Linked DNA regions of Sus scrofa: region 2 is linked to region 1. The links are chromatin contacts, called in public HiChIP or PLAC-seq maps. All regions are on one chromosome and are shown on one strand. The core of a region is the stretch at or near the end of the contact, and the rest is flanking DNA. Distances in the headings are between cores, read along the strand shown.

What was found. HiChIP or PLAC-seq counts read pairs in DNA pulled down with a chosen protein or histone mark.
Region 2: an H3K27ac HiChIP or PLAC-seq map of skeletal muscle shows a contact between it and region 1. The contact joins two enhancer-like sites.

The regions. Positions count from the first base shown.
Region 1 is chr9:126,633,886-126,638,991 of Sscrofa11.1, forward strand. No RefSeq gene overlaps it. Among named protein-coding and RNA genes, the nearest start is that of IVNS1ABP, 160 kb to the left of the region's middle. Within about 2 kb of position 1,611, at least 15 of the 83 cell types and tissues checked have an H3K27ac peak or open chromatin away from gene starts, as enhancers often do. A contact at or near this core is called in skeletal muscle, where this site is marked.
Region 2 is chr9:126,786,288-126,790,796 of Sscrofa11.1, forward strand. It overlaps LOC102159064 (a long non-coding RNA gene), which reads left to right. Exons shown (of 2, transcript XR_305715.3): 2 at 1-2,774. Among named protein-coding and RNA genes, the nearest start is that of HMCN1, 62 kb to the right of the region's middle. Within about 2 kb of position 2,869, at least 9 of the 83 cell types and tissues checked have an H3K27ac peak or open chromatin away from gene starts, as enhancers often do. A contact at or near this core is called in skeletal muscle, where this site is marked.

The sequences.
Region 1 (5,106 bases), core at 361-2,860:
TGTCTGATGATTTCTCATGAACAAATTGAGGTTACATGATTTTGGTGAGAATACAGCAGAAGGAATTCCCGTCATGGCTCAGTGGTTAATGAACCCAGCTAGCATCCATGAGGACGCGGGTTTGATCCCTGGCCTTGCTCAATGGGTTGGGGATCCGGCCTTGCTGTGGCTGTGGTGTAGGCCGGCAGCTACAGCTCTGGTTGGACCCCTAGCCTGGGAACCTCCATATGCCATGGGTGTGGCCCTAAAAAGACAAAAAAAAAAAAAAAAAAAAGAAAGAAAAAGAAAGAAACCAGCAAACGTAATGTCAGCACCCTTCTCAGTGCATCCTAACGTGTGATTCATGAGGCAGTATCCCATTAGCGGTCATATTTATTAAGAACACTTGGTTAGGATGGTATCTGCTGGGTTTTTCTTCTAAAAAGTTACTATTTTTCCCTTTGTTATTAATAAGTATCTTGGGGGAGATATTTTGAGACCTTGCAAATATCCTGTTTCCCTTCAAACTTCACCCACTAATATTAGCATCTATCTGTGGGTTCTGCCTATGGTAATTATTGCTGTGGTGTTCTAACAGTGACTTTCTATTTCCCTTGTTTCTTTTACTTTTATTAATTAGAATTTTTCTGTAAGGGAGAATTGTCTTTTCTCCTCAGTTTATTTATTTCTTTGTTTCGGTGTGGACTCATTTATTTTACTCTATGGGTTATAATCCAGTACTATTATTATTTGTTTTGTTGCTCAAAGAGTTCTGGCTCAGTACCATTGACTCATTTCTACACACCTCTGGCCTTATAAAGCAAAATTTATTTGGGTTTTTTCCTTCCTCTAGTTTTATTCTAAAAGTGTGTATGTTTCTATTGGGTATGTCGGATGAGATGGACATAGGGTTGGTAAAGTCTCATAGAAGCTAAAGTGTCCTGTTGGGTCTTGAGACCATCCAAGACTTCTTTAAGGTGGAAGAAGCCTTGGAGATAGGGAAAGTGAGTGCTTTGAGTCATATGGTTGTTGCTAATTTGTTTGCTGTGAGCAGGGTCCCAAGTGATGCTTTGATTGCAGCTATGGGCAACAGCATAACACATGTCATCTCAAAGATCCTGAAATTAATACCTGATAGAAGAGCTAGGAGTCCCAAGTTCTCACTTCCAACCCAGTACTATTTCTGTGTTCTTGAGTGAGCTTGCAGCTGACTATGGCACTTCTGAGGATATACCATCTGGTGGTCTCAGCTCTGTGGATTTTGAAACACAAGGAAAGATGGAAAGAGAGGTAGCTTCCTGGGGGTGTGTAAACTTTACTAAAGTGATCGTTTTCATTGGGGAGAGGAGTGATACTTCCAATTAAGGAGTGCTTTGTGCCTTGGATAAAATGGGTGTTTGTGTCAAGGGCCATGGTGTTGGATCACCTTCTCACCACTTGCTTAGCTCTCACTCAGCTGCCTTCTTGTTGTCACCTGATACAACTGGCTGAATAGCTTCTAATCCCTGTGTTCTTGTCCATGACTAACCAGCACGTCTCTTGCTGGATTAGTCTTCAGGGATCACAGGACAGCTTGGCTTCTTCCTCCCTCCAGCAATGTACTGCTAATGCCAGCTCTGGGGAACTTGGTGTAATGCAATACAGATACTTGGAATCGCTGACTCACTTCACAGTGATGTCTATGCCTGTGAATGAGAGGGAGCGGCATGGAAGCAAAACTGTCTTTAAGGATATTACTAGACGTTTTAGACGCTCCAGTCTTTGCTGCATTTGTGTTAAATGTTTTGCCAAGTCACAAATCCAAGTTAAGAAGAATTTTCTGATACCAAGGATTGAGATAAGTAAATGAGATATTCGCCATGAGATCATTTTGGTGAGAGTGGTTTAGATCAAATTAATAGCCCTTGAATCATTTCTTGCTATGCATGTGGATTCTTTTCTTCAGTATTTTCTGTTTCATTTTTTTTTTCTTTTTTTGTCTTTTTGCCATTTCTTGGGCTGCTTCCACGGCATATGGAGGTTTCCAGGCTAGGGGTCGAATCGGAGCTGTAGCCATTGGCCTATGCCAGAGCCACAGCAACGTGGAAATCCAAGCCGTGTCTGTGACCTACACCACAGCTCACGGCAATGCCGGATCCTTAACCCACTGAGCAAGGGCAGGGACCGAACCCGCAACCTCATGGTTCCTAGTCGGATTCGTTAACCACTGTGCCACGACGGGAACTCCTAACTATTCAGTTTTAGATGGATATGCTGCTCATTTGATCCAGTTTAGACCCTATTTCATAACTAAATGTGCAAGGCTGAAGGGAGCTCTGAGGCCCATGGTGGGCAGAGAACATGCAGTGCTGGAGAGGTGAGCGGCTCGACTCCCTTATTGCCAGCTGATTGTCTTTGATTCCTCTTTTTCTATAAAGAAGACTCCTACACATAAATCCCTATTGTCTAGAAAGCTTTATTCTTTCAAATGTATTTATTAATCTTGTTCCTATCTGCCAGGTGTTGTGCCAGTATAGCTGGGAATACACTCATGAACAAGGTGGCCTTGATCTCGTGGAACTTAAGATCTCCAGCAGCACAGCCCAATGGAAATATAATGTGTGCACATGTGACTTAACACTTTCTAGTAGCTACATTTCAAAAGGTAGAAATGGAGTTCCTATTGTGGCTCAGCAGGTTAAGGACCCAGTGAGTATGTGGTTTCAATTGCTGGCCTTGCTCCGTGGGTGAAAGATCTGGAGTTGCCACAAACTGTGGCATAGGTTGCAATAGCTGCTCCGACCCCATGTTGCTGTGGCTATGGCATAGGCCCCAGCTACAGATCTGATTTGACCCCTGGCCCAGGAACTTCCTTATGCCACAGATACAGCCCTAAAAAGAAAAAAAAAAAAAAGGTAAAAAGAAGCAAGCAGATGAAATAAATTTTATTTCTATATTTCACTTTACTCAATATATCTATCATCATGCCAACATATAACCAACATAAAAGTTATTAATGCGATAGTTTACATTTCTTAATTGTACTAAGTCTTCAAAATTTGCTACATATTTTATACTTACAGCACATCTCAGTTTGGACCAGCCACATGTTAAATGCTCAACATCCTCCCAGGGCTCGTGCCTACTGGACTGGGCAATGCAGCTTTACCAACACGTGATGCCTAATCACCCAGAAGAAATCTAGCTTTAGAAAAAAGATAAAGATGATTGTAAGATGTTGACTTTCTGGTGCAAAAAAATGCAGATGTGGGATGGGACAATGGGCGAAAGGAAGGACTGGAGGTTTATTTAGCCTTTAGAGTTGGTGGAGCTGGCAAGTTACATCTTTTGTCAAAGTCTAACGGCTGGACTTCTTTTCTGGGGCCACTTGAGGTTTATTTAGCCTTTAGAGCTGGTGGAGCTGGCAAGTTACATCTTTTGTCAAAGTCTAATGGCTGGACTTCTTTTCTGGGGCCACTTGAGGTTTATTTAGCCTTTAGAGCTGGTGGAGCTGGCAAGTTACATCTTTTGTCAAAGTCTAATGGCTGGACTTCTTTTCTGGGGCCACTTGTAGGTGGGCTGGAGACCACACCTGGGAAGGAGTGGGGTGAGTTAGTGAAACAGATCAAGAGGGCAAAGAGATAGGGAACATTAACTGTGCTCTAGAGAGGACCAAAAGTCATGGGGGGCTGGGGATTACACTCAGTGATGACATCCTGGGGTCAGTGGGAAACGGAAGGGAGGAGATGGAAGCCTGGGAGCGGTGGAATGGAGTGGGGGAGCAGAAGTAAGAAGTGTGGGGGGAGTCATCAGGTCAAAAGTGACTGTGGGACAATCGTTTTCTCCAATTGGGGCTGGGTAAGCCAGGTTTAAAGGTAAAAGGCCCCACAGATACTTTAAATAACTCTCATGTTACCTATACTTCCATACACTGCCAATTTCAGAGGAAGCAACCCAGAGTCTGAAGACAGGCTCTGGAAAGAGGCTGATCCCCCCTAGGGGCCATAGTATGGCTCTTTGCCTAGAGAGAAAGCTCACTTGTTTGGGCACTGTGGGAACCTGCCCCGGCTGTTACCTCCCTTGCTCTTATAAGCTGGCAAGCAAGGTGTCTGCTGCTCTCAGCAAATCTGAAAGGACGGTGGTGATGAAAACTGGTGTTAATGTTTCAGAAGGTGAAGTCTATCTTCCCCTCCTCACCCGGAGCGGGCAGGGCCTTCCTACATCCCTGGGCCTTGGGTCCACAACCCCTCATTTTAAAGCCCAAACTCCATCATGATTCACTTAAAGCTTGCTGCGCCCATGCTGTGAGCGCATGAAGAAGCCTGAGCCGTAGGCTCCTGGAGTTTGTGTTTTCCACCGTCTCACCTGGAATGCTGAAACAGCAAAGCGTTCTCTTGGCTGCGTGAGAGAATGCAGCAGTTGGCAAAATGGGCAATGCGCCTATTCGAAGACCCAGCCATGAGCTGGGGCCCAACTGCAAATGCTGCAATTAAAAACAAAACAAAACCAAACCATCCTACGGACCAAATGCCTTTTAGCAGGGAAAAAGCTGTGCTCTGTTAAAACAATGTGATGATGCTGTGCCGTGGAGGTAACCCTGGCTTTCAAGGATGGACGTTCTGCTCGGTGATGTTTGTGGACGTGTGAACGTCTGTGGTCTAGGTCTTGGCTCCGACAGTGTTCCCCCCTCACAGTCATCGAAGCTTAGGGGTGGTAGGTACTTGAGTAACAGGGTTCACAGCTTCATCATTTCCAAGACTGGAAGAGTAATTTTTAATCCAGGCTTGTCAAAAGAACCGCATCTCCCTTTATGGATGATGTTGGTTAAACAATTAAGAGCTGTGTTAAATCATTCGGGAAGAATGCATACTTTAAACATGTTTAGTAAATTAAAAGAAAATATGATTAGGTCTTTGACTGGAAGCCATGCTCTTGGATGACAGAGTATTCAGGCCTTTTGTGGATGAGAGGAGTGAGAGAAAGGAGAGGTGGAGGAGGAGACGGGAAGCTACATAGGCCCAGATCATTCGGGGCTTGGAGGCCACGACCAGGAGTTTGGGTTTTATTCTGAGAGTAATGAGAAGCTAGAGGAGGGTTTTATACAGGGGAAATTCACAAGACCTGCCTTGTGTTTTGTTGCTGTTGTTG
Region 2 (4,509 bases), core at 1,619-4,118, 150 kb after region 1:
TTCAAATTCAGTTCATGGTTGGCATTCGGTTCCCTGCATCCTTCCTCCCTTCCTCCCTCTGCCCCCTTCCATCCCTCAAGCATTCCTCCAAATTATTCTGTTTGTCTAGGTCCTGGCATCTGGTATTCTGTCTGTTCTAGGTGCTGAGCACAGGGCTAAGCATACTTTGATGAATAAAACACACCATTCTCTGAAACCTGTCTGAGGTTTTCCTTGTGCTGAATTCCCTGTGTACGTCTAATGAATACAATGCCATTTCGGATTAAATGGCTCTCTTATTATTTATTTTTTTTCCTGCGCGTTCCTTATGAGTTGCTAAATCGATGAAAAGCTTGTGGAAAAATTTGCACTGATAACATTCACAAAGAAAAGGCATCCCTGGACAGCTGAAGAGACTCTGAGGCTCTGGAAAATGTTAGGGGACACCCGTCCTAACGTTTAGGGTCATGGACGGCTGAGTGGAGGAGGAGATGACATTTAAACCTGAGTAGGATGCACGGGAGGTAGCTTATCCTGTGTCCCTCATGTGCAGGGGACAATATGCAATGGCATGATTTAAGTGGTCAAATTGTGCTTTGGATGTGAAAGTCTATAAACTCAGAGTGTGCTGGTCTTTCTGGGGACTTCACAGGGCTGGCAAAGTACTGTGAGATAGATGAGAGATGGTGAGCACTGGAGCAGCATCCCTGGCAGAGGCAGCCTTCAACCACGGGCTCCTTTAGAGCCTGAAAGGGGGGCAGTGACCCTGCAGGCTGAGATACAGCCTGAACTAAGACCCAGGGATCCACAGTCACGTTTTATGGGCCTGCCAAGAACAGGGATTTCTGCTCCAAGGTAAAGGAGAAGCAAATTTGCCCAATGAGGCATTGGAGTGGCTAAAACAGGATCACAAACCAACTGGTCATTTCTTTCCTTTTTTTTTTTTTTTTTTTTTGGCTGTGCCCACAGCAGCTATCCATTCCTGGAACACAAAATTATTTATCATGCCCAAATGTCAATTTTCTTGCATTGCTGAATATACTTCCTGCACCTTTCCATTCTCTCTCATGAATAATCATACAGCACTGACATCTTTTATATCCAAGTTTGCAGCTCAGTAGACCAAGAAAGTTGTACAAAGAACAATGAGCTAAATACGGAAATAGCATTGATCCTATCTTTATCTACCTCGTCATCTACTTGGGTCTCAGACACATTATCATCATGATCATTTTATTTCTCTTATATTTCCTTTTTGCTGCTCTTCTTTAAGTTCTTTACGTTTCAAGCACTGTGGTAAGTGCTTTACAAACTGTAAGACAAAAAGGGATTTCCGTATAGCGTCCCTTCCCTCTTCTTCCAGAAATCTGTTTTTCTGTTTGAAGGCCAGCCCTCCCTCTTTTTAACCCCTTGCATCCACACCACTGCCTGTAGGCTTTGCAGTTGGTAGTGTCATGGCCTGGATGGGTCCACGGGGACTGGTCACAGGTGGGCATGTCCCCCCAGGTGGACGGAGCCATGACCTGAGTCTCCCCAGGCCAAGACTTTTGCTAGAGTTTTTGGAGAAGAGCAGCTCTCCTTCCAGTGAGGTCACTAGATGTAACAGCCATTTAAACCTGGAGCTGACCAGGAGCCCCTGCTCCCTGCTCTCATTCCCTGACCTACCTGAGAATGAAGTCAGCACACAGGAAGGCGGTCCCAAGAGCTGGAGAGGTAGCAAGAGCATTCTCAAGTCATGAAATTCTGAAACCAGCCTTTTCTGAAGGGAGCATTCTGCTGGGCCTTTCTATTATGTGGCCCAAGAGATTCCCATTTGTCCTTATTAAACTCATTGTATTCGGGCTTTTGTTCTTGGCCATTGGAAAGGGCACAGATCTTACAGGGGTTTTTTTAAATTTTTTTACTAAAAAATCTCCTGTTCTTAAACACCAGTGTCTCCAAGGAAATGTACTGGTGACATAATATGAGTAAATTTAATACAGAATCGTTCTCCACTTGCCCCCAAATTTGGGGAGCTTCTCTTTAAAGAAAAATAGGTTAGCATGGCAGCTTAGCTGAATCCACAGGAAAGCAAGCCCCAGATTTTCTTGTGGACAGGCCTGTAATAGAAGAGGAACAGCTGTGAGGGGGTAGGGGGCTGGAGAGCTGTGAGGGGTACTCTGCACTCCTGCTAGAATTCTCCCAGCCCTCACAGGGGTGAAGATGGGCTTGCGGCTCTCTTCGCAGCCCAAGCCACAGCCACCGAAGGACCCTGGCTCTTCTCATTTGAAACTGGTAAGCCAGCTCTTTTCACCACCAGATGAGAAGGCTTCTTCTGGTACAAAAAGTTTTGCTTAATTACAGGGAGGCTTGAAATTGATGAAATGGCCCCCTCCGGTGGTTAGAACAGCTGCTGTCCTCTCCTTCTTCAAGAAGCTTCCTGCAGGTAAGAAACCTAAGATGAACCTTAGCGAATTCATTTGTCCAGTCCACCGTCCCCTCATATTTACCCTGTTGGTAAAAACTGCACAAACTAGCCTGCAGTGACAACACTACAACTTAGCATCGTTCAAGAAATCTCAGTTTGAATGACTCCTAAATGTTGGGATGGAGTTCCCTATGTTCTGGGAGTGTTAATATCACCCTCCTTTACAAAGGAGGCTCATGACATAAGTTTTGCAAGAGTCTATATTAAATAAAACCCAACAACCCTAACATGGTAGATTAATTTATCTATGTTTAGTCTCTTTCCTGGAGAAGGGCAAGATTAAAATGGAAGTTCTATAGCAGAAGATCCAAAAAAAAAAAAAAAAAAATGCAGGCTGCTTGAAGTTCCTGAACATTTGGCCTAAATACTTCCTGGCTTGTTTTGAAATCAGCTGATGCAAATGACAAGTTATAAATAATCAGAGAAGCAGAGTGCCCTGCCCTGGAGAGAGATGACCTTCGTGTACCCTGAACATCTGTTCCAGTGTTCTCTAGTGGATGCCACCTGAAATCAGAACAGAACTTACTATGAATGTCAAGAATGATTCCCTTCTTTCTTTCTCAAATTCCATGGGACTTAAAGTGATTCCACAGTGATTGAATGAACCTTTCAAATAATTTCAGAAATATTTTACCTTTTCATTTTGCTGTCAGAGTGTCAGGCTTAATGCCTATAAAATTACTTATTTAGTGTGAAAAATAACTTTGTAGTTGTCACTACAGTGTTGAGTTCTTGATGTTTAAATCCCTTTCTAGTTCCAAAATTTTGATTGACATATACTGTTAATGGGAAAGATACAACTCATACCAAATAGATACCGTGAATCTTCTCTTTTTGAATGTTCCTCTGCTTTTGAGATGCCCAATTCCCCTTGTATTCCTGTCCCCTCTTTTTCTGCTGACCCTTCATCTTCAACAAATGCCTTAGGAAACACTCTTAATCCCAGTGTCCTGCCTGTCCTTGGTTCTCTTCTACTTTTTTTTTTTTTTTTTTTTTTTTTGCCTCACTCATGGCATGTGGAAATTTCTGGGCTAGGGATTGAACCCACACCACAGCAGTGACATGAACCACTGCGGTGACAATGCTGGATCCTAAACCTGTTGTGCCACAAGGGAACTCCTATTTTTTTTTTTAAAATACATACCCTCTCTGTGCAATTTCATCCAACTTTTTGACTCTACTTAACTACCCATTCATTATAGTTTCCTAAACTAATATTGCTATTAAATCTCTAGAACTGAGACCTGACCTCTAGACTTATACATAACACTGACTGCCAAACATCTATCTGAATGTCCCATAGGGATTCAAATTTGATAGACATAGTAATTTAATATGGTAAAACAGAACTTACTCTGTTTCCTCCCAGAACCTAGTTTGAGTTCATTTCATGGCATCAAAAATCCTTTTTCTGGGAATCATACCAGAATCATTCTTTCTCCTTCTCTTTCCTTAACTAATCAGTTGCCTTATACTAGATTATCTTTGATGTTTTTGGTATTTGTCTTCTTACTACCCCACTAATGTTGTGTCATTTATGCATTTTCATCTCTTACCTGAACTACTTCAAGAGATTCTCCTTTCAACTCAACCTACACATTACAAGAGTTACTTTTCCAAAATGCAAGCTAGGTCATGTTTCTCTCCTTTGAACACCCTGCAGGAGTTTTCATTTCATAAGCAAACTTTTAAATTCCTCGGTGTAACAGGCAAGATCCTCCACATCTGGCTTATAACTGCCTCTCTGTATCGATACTCTGTTGCTACAACAGTGCTCTATAACAAACAACCACAGAATCTCAGAGATGTACTTAGGAACCACTTATTGCTGTTTTGTCTGGGTTGGTCAGCTAGGTGGCTCTCTTGATCACGGCTGACTTGCTCTTGTGTCTAGGGGTTGGCTGGCCTAGGGTAGACTTAGCTGGAATCACGGGGACAGCGTGGCTGGGACTATGTGTCCCTTGTCCTCCAGCAGGCTAGCCTGGGTATGGTTTATGGGGATGACAGAGGTGTGAAAGAAAGCATAATCAGAAATAAACTAAGTTTTTTGAGGCCTAGGCTCA